2 separate regions of the Mus musculus genome follow, and region 2 is linked to region 1. The links are chromatin contacts, called in public promoter capture Hi-C maps. All regions are on one chromosome and are shown on one strand. Each heading gives the region's core, a stretch centred on a gene start, on an enhancer-like site or on the middle of the called end of the contact. The rest is flanking DNA. Distances are from core to core; before and after follow the strand shown. Region 1 holds the start of Trpc1 (transient receptor potential cation channel, subfamily C, member 1). Region 2 holds the start of Pcolce2 (procollagen C-endopeptidase enhancer 2).

Region 1 (5,740 bases), core at 444-2,943:
AAAAAAACAAAAACCTATCTCAAATGCTTTAAAAGGTTTAGGGAGATGTTGTTGACTTAAACCTCTATATGTGAACAAATCCAAAAACTTCTGTAACTAGTTTTCCCATAGTGTGAGCTGGCCTCTGGAAGTAGGCTTCAGAAGTCTGCATGGTTCCAACAACGTTTTCCCAAATAAACACTGCCTTTCAACATCCAACTGCTTAACTGAGGAATGAGAATGTTTCAGTACTTTTTTTGTTTTTCAGATAAGAGATAAAAGCAATCTGGGAGCAACCAAGTTCCATGCTTGTCTTTTAATGTGGCCAGAAAGTGATCAATTTTTAGATTCAAAACCAGTATATTCCACATTATTTCGCCTATATTTACTTTTTTTTTTTTTTTACTACCTTTGCCTCCCTCCAACTCTCTGAAGCAATAAATCTTTCTCCCTAATAAAAAATACCGACATTTAAAAGGGGTTCCAGAAATTTGGGGAAAGTTTCGGCAACTAGGGCAGGATTTTTCGTATTATTTGTGTTAAAGATAATGGGATACTACTCAACTGTAACAGGCTAAGGCACTGCTGGCTGATGCTAAACAGAAGTAAAAGTCTTTTTTAAAAATAACAACAACAACAACAACAACAAACCTACAAGGTGACAGCCCATAAATCGGAGAAGTCTTAAGGGAAATTCGTAGAATTTTCGGATTAGGTCCAAAACTAGCCTCTGGCTCCCAAAGGAAGAAGTAACTTCAAACTAGAGTTTATTAGTGACAGAAGTGGGGCAACTTTGGGATCAAGGCTCCCTCCTCGCCATGGAAACGTCCCACCTGCGCGAGTCCACCGCCCCCGCCCTACCTGCCTGCTGCTCAAGCTCAATTAGGCAGAAGTCCTGCGGGCTGCACAGAGGTGGGAATAGCCGCTGCACACAAGGAAAAGCACGAGTGCCAGGAGTTAAGTTGAGGCAGGGGCCGGACCCGGGGAGTGGGTGCTAGGGTGTCCGGAGGTGGAGAAGGGGGCCTAGCTCTCACCCTTGTCGCACGCCAGCAAGAAAAGCTTCTCATTCAAGGTGTTCTCCTCCTTCACCTCTCGCACATCCTTCAGCGCCATCACTTCGTTGGGCGACGAGGAGGATGGGGAGGAAGGCAGGGAGGAGGAGGAGACGCCCGAGAGGTCCGTGCTCGGGTACAGGGCCGCCATCATCGCGGCCCACGACGGGGGCAGGCCAGGAGACGGAGGCGGGGCCCCCATGGGCGCCGACCCCGACCCCGACCCCGAGCTGGAAAACGGGTGAGTCGTTCCCACGGCCACATCGGCGTGCGGCCCGTTGGCCCCGAAGGGCGTCGCCTCGCCCCGAAACCAGCACTCGCCCTCCACGGACAGCCCCAGGTTGGTGGCCGCGCTGGCGCGGCCCCGGGGCCAGCGCCCTCTGCCCAGCCGCCGGCGCCCCGGTCGAGCTGGTCCGCGCCCGTCCGGGGACGACAGAGTGGAGCGCGCCAGGGCGGCAGCCGAGCGCGGGGCCGTGCCAGGAGCCGCAGGGGCCGCACAGGGAGCGGCCCGGCCTGGGAGGGAGTGAGGGGGCCGCCGGCCGGAGAGCTCGGCGGTGCGCTTCGCAGCACGTCTGGCTCCGGGGCTGTGGGAACCGCTGGCCCAGCAGCACCCACAGGAGGCAGAGGTTCGCGGCTTTCTCCTCACGTCATCCTCAGCCCCGCGGAGGCGACGACACCGGGGCGGGGCTTAAGGCGAAGCCGGGCTAGGGGCGGGGCTTGTAGGGGCGGGGCTCCAGGGCTGACGCGCCTCTCTGGTCGGTCGCCTAGCATCTTGGGCGCGTCTGCAGCATCTTTGAGCACCTGAGGGCATGGGAACCGCTTGGTGGCGGATTTCAGGTAATTTTATCCGCTGCCTGTTTGTGCTGCTGCTGCTACTGCAGCACAGAAAAGGGCCAAGGAGCTTCTGAAGGATTAACGTTTACTTGAAATCCTGTACGGAATTGTCCTAAAGCCTGGCCAAAGCAACCTGATTATGGAGTTTGTGTTTACAGTTCCCTCGTTCCTAAAGGCGTTTTAAAAACAATCTTTGTGATTTAATATGGTCTAACATTCCTGATATTTCCAAAGTCACTATAAAAGTATTCGCATGTAAGTCAAAGGCGACCTATAACCGTTGCATAAGCACAGTTTAGGAGTTACTCGCCATACAAGTCCTTTTAGTGGATTCGTTATATTTATCCTATCTAATTTTAAGAGATTCGCTATTTAGACAACAATTGTCTGACGTCCAGCAAATGCGACTTGAAAACTGCATCTTTTCAATAATTTTTAATTGCTTCCTGCAGTCAACACTAGGGGGAAAATCTGAACTCTACGTTTAAGATTTAGATTTTTAAAGCAATGGATAAATGTACTTAAATTTGAGGGGAATACTGCCTCTCCTATTCAGGCTACTTTGTCCCATTAGTTTCTCTTTCAACATTTAACTTACTAATTCTTAAAAATCAATGTTCTCTTTAGATATTCTCTAAAAGTCTTTGATGTCGAAGTCATCTTTTCAAACGTTTTCTGTATTTGATGTAAATGATAATCTCAAGTTGCTCCAGTTTTTGTTTCTAAATGATCTCCCCGTTGTCGTGTAATGTTTAATACACTTCCAAGTTTATGAGTTTGGTGAAATTTCCAAGAGGCTCAAGGTGAAGCCAGTGGGAGAGAGGAGCGCCCATACATTTGTATATGCACCTCCTTTGTTGCTCAGCAAAATGTTTAGCCAGTAGTAGAAATCTAATCCTGCGCTATCTGAAATTTCAGTATTTGAAGTTAACTCAAATGACTCACAGCCATACACAGATTCTTTATCCAAAGAACTATGGGACTGGATTACTTTCTAAGACTGGAGGGAATTCCAACCCTCTTTGGTAGTAATCTTAAGAGACCTTCCAAAGCACTAGAGAGCCTACTTCAGGCAAGCTGATAATTATAATGCAGGCTTTTGGATTGTCTCCGATACAGACAAACTGCTCAGCGGGCATAAATTGGGACATTCTAACAATACCTACATACTTAGCACATGTGATATGTAGATCAGTATTGGAGTTATGATGAACAATGGTATTCAAAAAACTCAAAAGTGGCATATTACTCTAAGCAACTCCATCAAGTCACAGGCAAACAAAACAGAAACCAAAAGAGGAATCACAACTCCAGCCAGAGAGGGGAAAGAAACTCAGATTTAGATCTAGTCCTACAAGTAGGATGCTACTGATATTTTTCATGTTCTCCTCCCTTTACTCCCGAGGAGCACATCTGTCTCTTTTTCATGGCGCCCACTCGATTGCTTTTCCTCAGAGAGCCCTGACCTCGCTACCCAGAAAACCTCCCCCTCTGCTCTCAGTCAGTCTGCAGCAAATCTCCCCCCACTCCAATGGTCTCTCGGTTTCTTCCCTGCTTCATTTCTTGTTGTTGCTTTATTGGCTGGCCGTCTCTACTAGGATGTAAGTCAAAAGGCTGTTTCTACTTGTCTTAGCTGAGGTCCAAGAATCTAGTTGTGGTACTTGGACACTGGAGACAATAAATTAATGCTAATTATTTTATCCACTCAAATGATTTCATCACAAACTAAGTTTATAACAATCACGCAGTTTGTCTTTTTTTTTTTTTTAATCTTCATATGAGGGCTGGTGAGATGGCTTAGTGGATAAGAGTGCTGGTTGTTCAAACCTGAAGCCCTGAGTTCGATTCCCATGAAGGTGTAAGGAGAAAACTGACCCAACAAATTTGTTCTCTGATATCCACATGTAAGCATGCATGCCCATACACATGTATCATCCATACATACAATGATAATAAAAACACTAGAATTTTAGAATTAATTTTTTTCTCATATGAAAGAAAAAACACTAAAGAAACAGCTTTTGTGTTACTTCACATAGGAGTTGCAGTCTTTTGTGAGGAAATAAGCTTCTAACAGATCAGTATTGAAGGTTCTCTATTCTTTAAATGAAATAAACACAAATTCTACATACACAGCATTTTTATTAAATATATTTCGTGAGAAAAAGAACACCTTAAAGTGCTAAATTCCATGTAATTCAGATTGTTTTAGTAAATATGACAGCGGGAAAAATCAGAGAGGTTTGATTTAAATAATCTCAGGAAAGGAGCGGAAGCATTGTGTCTTCATATAAGAAAACAATCACCAAAATATAAAAGGCGAAGACATTTCATGTAGAAGAATATATTTCAGAATCCCACCTGTCAGTACTTCATTTATAAAAGTCTACCCTAAACACACAGACACTCTCCCTCCTGCTGTATGTTCTGATCAGTGGACAAGGAGGAGGCGGACAACCCATTCACACGGAGAGAGGTGACAGCACTTTCCTTGCATAGCACTATTGCTCACTGGCACTAAAGTGGAGGGCCGGGGAGCTCATTCCTGGCTTCAACTATGAGCAACAGAATTTCTCTACTGCTAAAACTTCTGGGGAAAAGAGGAACACAAACCTCAACTGTTTCCAGGAGACCATGAAAAACTACGACGGACATTAGCTTTTATATACACAGATCTCTACAGAAGCCATTTGGTGGGCATGTCCAGTGATGTAGGTTTCCCTGTAGCCTGAGAGTAGTAAGTGTGATGTGATTCTAGCAGGATAGGATTGGTGTCAGTTAGGACATTCTATCCAATGTTTGGCTGAAAAGTATTTGAAAGCAGTTAGGTGAAAAATAACGATATTCACATTCAGAATTAATATTTGCAAAACAGATCTCCACAGATCAGATTATCCACAATTGAAAAGTGTCACACACATTGTGGGGGCAAAATAAATACTTAACGGCTGGCTGACCACTTAATACATACCATTTTAGAAAAGGTGGGTAACTCAGATGACTTAGAGAAATACATATGTGTAACATCCTACCAACATATAGTATTATGCTTGATGGTGGAGACAAAGCTGTGTTATCAGACTAGCACATGTGATGCTGGAGACAAAGCTGTGTTATCAGACTAGCACATGTGAAGTAACAATGGAGCTACAAACAAACTGTAAGTAAAAATCTCCTACAGCTTAAACAAGAGAGTGAACGTGGGGGTTATTCAAGAGTTAGTTCTCGTATTAAAAAAGTTTAATGTTGATGGATTATATTTATCCCTTTAAATTTTTATGTCATATAGAAATTTACAGAAAATTTTAGATCACTTTACACAGCTAAAGGGAGAAAAACCAAAAGGATTAAGTGAGATTATGACTTTAGGTACATTTTTTTTTTAATCAAAATTTAAACAACACATCAAAAAAAAAAAAAATCCAAACACATTTAATAGAAGGACCTGACAAAACTTTATACAGGTCTTTTTTGAGCCATGAAAAAGAATGATTAGTCTTATTTTGGTTAAGACTCTTAGGAAATAAAATAATTTAATTATGAAATAGCAGCTTGATAAGACATTCCTGCATTGGTATTGATTGTTAAGGTAATTGTGTTATCCAAAAAAAAAAAAAAAAGATTGACAAATTCTAACTGGTATGGACAAGATATTCTTCATTGCTGGATACAGAACTATTTTGAGCATACAGATATTCGGATTTTATACCCACTACATTTCAAAATTCTGTAAACTGAGACGTTTGGTGCGTACAGTGTGGCAGATCACAGTAAACGCTTCATTATTTCAGTCTGTTCAATCCTTTCCCCATTAAGCAGGCAAACACAGTCATCACCATCTTCGGCTTCACTTCCACGAGGTCGTCAGGCAGCGC
Region 2 (5,889 bases), core at 679-3,178, 110 kb before region 1:
CATGGTTAATACTGTTTTATATTTTAAAATCCTACAGGGGAAGTATTTTCAGGCATGAAAACTCCAGAGTATTACTAGGCAAAAAAAAAAAAAAAAAAAAAAAAAAAAAAAGAGCAATGTTTTCACCATATAACTCCAAACTGTGACTTTGTAATAAACTAACTACAAACTCTTGAGTTTTCTGATAGCTCATTCTGGAAATGTGTATAAACTAAACAACTTATTTTCTTCTTGGCTCTTCTAAAGACATTTTTACTTAGTTGTGGGTGTAAGTTTCAGAATATAATATCTGCTGCCAAGTCTGTAATTCCTTTTACAAAACTGTCGTACAGGGTGTGGTACATTTAGGGATTTTTTTTTTAAAGTTGTAATTCCTGGTAAGGTTCTTGCCCCCCACCAACTTTAAAAAATGAAAACAAAACAGAACAGAAAACCCAATGCTGGGACTAGGGAGGGCATAGAGAGATGGTGCAGCGCCCACGAGATGGGTCACAACTGTCTGGAACTCCAGTTCCAGGGGGATTTATCACCCTCTTCTGGTCTTTGTGTACACTGAACACACACACACACACACACACACACACACACACACACACACACACACACACACGCACGCACACACACAGAGTGCATAGATATATACATGTAGGCAAAACACCTATTAAAACTTGTTTTAAATGCTAAGGCAATCTAAACTCTGAAGAGGACTCTGGTTCCTAGACAGGTCCTTGGGTTTTCCAGTTTTGTTTTGTTTGTTTGTTTGTTTGTTTGTTTGTTTGCTTGTTTCTGAAACAGGGTTTCTCTGTGTAGCCTTTGCTGTCCTGGAACTCACTCTGTAGACCAGCCTGGCTTTTAACTCAAAGACCTGCCTGCCTTTGCCTTCCAAGTACTGGGATTAAAGGCGTGCACCACCACCGACTGGTAGGTTTTCCGACTTTTAGGTTATTGCCTGTAGTCATTGTTATTTGCTTGCCGGAGTGTTAAGTTCTTAAGATTACAAGTTCATTATTAGAAATTAAATCTTTAAAATATTTGTGTGTGTGCCCAAAAAAGCCAGATGAGGGTAATAAGTCCCAGGGAGTTGACTGATATGGGGTGCTGGAAATGAACTTGGGTCCTCTGAAAGAACCACAGGCAAGTCCTCTTATTCTCTGCGCTATCGGGCCCTGGAGTTAGGGTATTGACAAGTCTTGCCTTGCCTTGTTTTTGTTTCTTTGTTTGTTTTCTTTTATCTTTTTCTTCTTCTTATAAAGGTGAATGTAATGCAAAAGGCGCGTCGTTAATGAAACCCTCAAGTTAAGTTGTAGCTCCCATGAGTCTCGAGTACATTCTGCTCTTGGTGGTCTTTTAGGACTCTCTGGTGACGTTAAAAAAAAAAGTATGAAATTTTTCTGAAGTTAAATAAAGCCTCGATGCTAGAACCGTTCTCGGGGATATAGTTTATAAATCTTAACTCATCAATAACGTTTCCTTTTCCGGCGTTCGGAAAACTTCAAAAAAAACAGAGGTGCCTGCAGAGAAACACCGTTTTCACAACCTAACGTGGGTGGTGAGATGAGAGGATCTGACATTTAACAACAATTCACTCACAAATCGCTTGCTTGCAAATGCATGTTGAAATCTGCCCACAAAATCATCTCTCTAGCCATTGTTACACTCCGGTGCACACAGGCTCAAGCGCGAGTGTATTTAAAGCGAGAGTTAAGGGCTGGAAGTCCACTATGGAAGGATCTCTTTACTTGCCCCTTGGGACTGCTATTCCAAGAACACAAAGGAGGAGCCGGGTTCCCCAGCAGTTTTACTTGAGAGCAGCTGGGGGCAACCCCCCACCCCGGAAAACCAAGGCTGGTCCTGGGTACCGCTGGCGGGGCTCCCTTCCCCCCTGCGGCCGCCCAGGGGACAGGCTGTGGCCCCTCCCGCTGGAGAACAAACGGGACATTCAGCCGCCGCCCGCGGCTGCCAGGGCGCGTCCCCTGGGGAAATTAGGCGTGGAGTCCGCCCGGATCGCCTTCAAAAACCGCCCTCCTGCCGGCCGCGGCGCACTCTGTACCTGGCTGCGGGCGCCCGGCGGGATGCTGCAGTGAGCTGCCGGCCATGGGGGGCGCGAGCGCCTGCATCCCGCTCTGCCTGCTTCTGGCCACCGCGCGGATGGCCCGGCCGCAGACGCCAGAGAGGTAACGTCCCCCGCCCTCCCTTCCCCGCGCCCGGGAACCCGCACAGCGCCACCGCGGACTGCGGTGCTCCCCCCCCCGAGCGCTGGCCCTACGGCTCCCGGGCCACCACGTGGCGCGGCTCGCCCTCCCTTGCCTTGCCTCCCAGCGGTTTGGGCGCCGGCGCTTTAGCGCTTGAATATGCTTGAATATGCGCCCTCCTCCGCCCCGCGCTTTTCCTCCCAGCTTGGCCAATCTAAGACTAACCTGGGGAGCCGGTCTTTAAGTGACTCCTCACTAACAGCCTAGTGCCTGGCCAGAGGCACCTACAGGATGGCTAACTCCCGCATCACCTCCAACCGCGGCTGCCTCCCCTTTTCCCGGGGCGCGCTGAGACACCCAAGTTTTCCAGAAAGGGGAAAAAACAAGGCCTGTCTCTAAATCTGGAGACAAACTTAATCTTTACCATGTCTTTTAAACCATGCAGCTCTGCCAGAGTGACTCTCAATACCTCTCCCACTCTCTCCCGTTAACTCATTCAATTTTTATATAACTTTTTGAGTGGGATATTTTACTATAGCTGCACGTATATGGTCTGTCTTAATGATGAATTTGGGCGAGTGCGTTATCGGGCTATAATTTAAATATTCTAAGAGATGGCAAGCATTCAGATCTTTTCTCTGGTGAAAGATTTTATTAAACAACATTCACTCGTTTATATCAGCACGTATGCCTTTTTGGAATTAACATTAGATTGTTAGGCTGCAGATCAATGTAAACGTTCTCTCTCTTATTTTCACAGACCTGTTTTCACATGTGGCGGCATTCTTACCGGAGAGTCTGGATTTATTGGCAGTGAAGGTTTTCCTGGAATGTACCCTCCGAATAGCAAATGTACTTGGAAAATCACAGTAAGCATTTATTTTAAAGGTGTTCTTCTGGACGTGGCTACTGGAAACAGTACACACGGATGCCATTTGCGTCTGGTGTCAGGATTTGGGTTAGTGGCAGATTCCAGAAAACGTGAAATGCTGGATTTACTTCACCTATCTGGGAGGTTTATTAAGAGACCTGGGGGATGTCCTGCAATAGCGATTAGAGAGGGCTCAAGATGATGGTTGAAGGAAGAAACCCTTCAAGCACGAGTTTCTGACAAAGTTTCTGACAACTCGTGCCTGACTCGATTGAGTCATTTTGAATTCCTGATTAAGGCTGTTTCTAGTTAGAGGTCTGGTGTAAACACCATTGAAAGTTAGATACTGTTCATGCCCACACAACTCCCTGTGGGAAATAAACGATCAAAGCAGTTTTGACTACTTCATACTCCGGAGAAAAAGAACAACAGTTACCACCATTGCTGCCAGTTGCTCTCCCTTCTTAGGAACCACCACTAAAGGCCATCTAAGAATGGAGGATGCTAGTGATGAGGGCTTAATAAAATTCCCATGGTGCTCACTGTGGGCTGTATTAGCCGCAGTCAAGGCAGGAAACCAGATACAGACATAATTAATGAAATAAAAGTCGCCTGAATCACACTTTCTGGTCACTGCTGCTGTAAATTTTGTTGCTATCTTCATTTTCTTGTTCCTGGGAAGTTATTTGGTAACCAAAAGTATTCATTTAGTCAGTTATGATTCATTGCATGTATGTGTTTTCTGTGGCTGTGGACTGAACCCAGAGCCCCATGCATGCTAGATAAGTGCTCTATCACTGAGCTACATACCCAGCCCCAGATCACATTTGAAGGACTATGTGCCAGACACTTAACCATGCCAGGTGATTAGCAAGCATTTCAGCGAACCTGCAGAATCACTTTGACCATTATATCCTCTACTTTTTGTAGGAAAGCTGAGGTCAAGCAAATTAGTCAGAGACATTGGTTTGATAAGCCCAACTTTACCTGTAGTGAAGACCTGAGTTTGGCAGGCGGATTTGAGAGAAGGACCCCTCTATAATATAAAACGTTGCTTTTTTGTGTGCCTTGATGCCCTCTTGTAAAATTCTAGTGAATGGATATAGATTTCATTCTATCATTATAGCACATGGAGCTAGGGGAGACTACGTTCCAGAAACAGCTTTGAAACACTGATGCTAATAAATGTGACATAAGGCTGGGGAACAAATGTAAAGAGACTTGGTTTCTTATTATAATTGTGGTTTAATTGTGACTCAGTTGCAAGGTCAAAAAGAGTCATCGTGTGCCTAGCAAGTCAAACACCATGGTTGGTTGTGTATTGGAGGACTTAGCAGTCACGTTGCTGTGGCATCAGACGAGGGAGGGGTGTGTCCACTGGGAGGGGCTTCTGGACTAGAGAGAGCTTTGCCTCAGAGGAAATGCAGTTGCCAAAAAGAAAAAGAAAAAGAAAAAAAAAAAGAAAACAAGATCCAAAAAACAGGCATAGGGGTGTGGTGGTGGAGTGAGTGTGGAGTGTTAAGTGGTAGGGTGGGGAACGTGTTTAATTGCCTTAATAACTCAAGGAGGCTGGGACAGAAGGAACAAAGACCATTGTCTGGACAGGAAGTTAAAGCCGAGGATCGTAATGGAGCTGAAGCCAACCAAAAGCCTGAGTAGAGAGTCCTGGACTCGAAGAGGTTGGGAGGGCAAAGATGAAGAAATATGTCATCTCTTACCTTCTGGTGTTTCATAGGCAGGCATGCATGCAGTTAGGATGCTGTGGCTCCAGCTGAGAGGCCCACTGCCCTTTGTGGCTCCTGTCCTGGGCAGGGATGTCCTCTTGGGTGACTACCCAAGGCAGTCCAGAGAGACTTTCTCAAAGCCAGTTGTATTATACAGGGTTCCCAGAAGGAATGAAACCAATAATGTGTGTGTGTGTGTGTGTGTGTGTGTGTGTGTGTGTGTGTGTGTGTTTTAAAGTCAACTAAGCCAGATACCTTAGCAGTCTCAATCTGGTACTGAAAACCTGGATGCTCCCTGGAGCTCAGCTGATGTACAACTGAAGTACATTTCCAGCCTCTAGTCTAGGATATTAAATTTTAATAGCAACTTCTTGTATGACAGGGCTGTTCAGCACATTGTCTTCTCTGATTATTTAAATTAACCAACTTTCATTTCCTAATCGTATAGCCACCTTTTAAGTGCTTAATGGCTCTCTCTCTCTCTCTCTCTCTCTCTCTCTCTGTGTGTGTGTGTGTGTGTGTGTGTGTGTGTGTGTGTGTCTGTGTGTCTGTGTGTGTGTCTGTGTCCTATGCACAGTTCCAGAGAATTCTAGGGATTAGTTTTACCCGTGTAAAGACATTGCAGATGGAAATGCTCCTGACTACTTAGTTGTACTCCTGCCCTGTCAATGGGGAAGCTGATACTAGGCCACCACAGCTGATGACTTGATTAAGTTAAGTCGCCCTTATCATTCTGTCAACTTGTGGTGGCCTTAGTTGACTAGGTCTTAGTAATTAATTTGGCTGAGCACGTTCTTAAAAAATGCATGGCTAGACATTAAATCAGAGGATTTGAGAGTTAGGAAACAGTTCAGTATTAGGTAATCCATGAGGAGACTGTGTGCTTCTTAACTTCCTGTAGAGTTAACTTCTACAGGAAGTTAGCCACACAGATGTCTGCATTAAATGACATAGTCCTTATGTCTATGGTAAGGGACAAGAATTGAGTATGATTCTAACAACTAAGGTCCTTTGAAAAGTGGAAATTAATCTTCCAAGCTGATTTGACATAGTGAGACTGGGGTGTAGTCAACCTCTTCCGTCCATATTGAAGCATGAGAGC

Evidence for each region. Capture Hi-C pulls out chosen DNA fragments and counts their contacts.
Region 2: a contact with region 1 is called in a promoter capture Hi-C map of adipose tissue. The contact joins the promoter of Pcolce2 here to the promoter of Trpc1 in region 1. A contact is called at or near these places in 20 of 39 promoter capture datasets (the 3T3-L1 cell line, 3T3-L1-derived adipocytes, the HPC-7 cell line and 12 more), 2 of 484 Hi-C or Micro-C datasets (both in embryonic stem cells) and 3 of 9 other capture datasets (adipose tissue, liver and pancreatic islet).

Annotation. Positions count from the first base shown.
Region 1 is chr9:95,748,655-95,754,394 of GRCm38.p6, forward strand. Trpc1 (transient receptor potential cation channel, subfamily C, member 1) reads right to left here and starts at 1,694. Exons shown (of 13, transcript NM_011643.4): 1 at 1,014-1,694. The coding sequence starts at 1,185. Pls1 (plastin 1 (I-isoform)) reads right to left here. Exons shown (of 16, transcript NM_001033210.3): 16 at 3,988-5,740. The coding sequence ends at 5,648.
Region 2 is chr9:95,635,700-95,641,588 of GRCm38.p6, forward strand. It overlaps Pcolce2 (procollagen C-endopeptidase enhancer 2), which reads left to right and starts at 1,929. Exons shown (of 9, transcript NM_029620.2): 1 at 1,929-2,174; 2 at 2,953-3,061. The coding sequence starts at 2,095.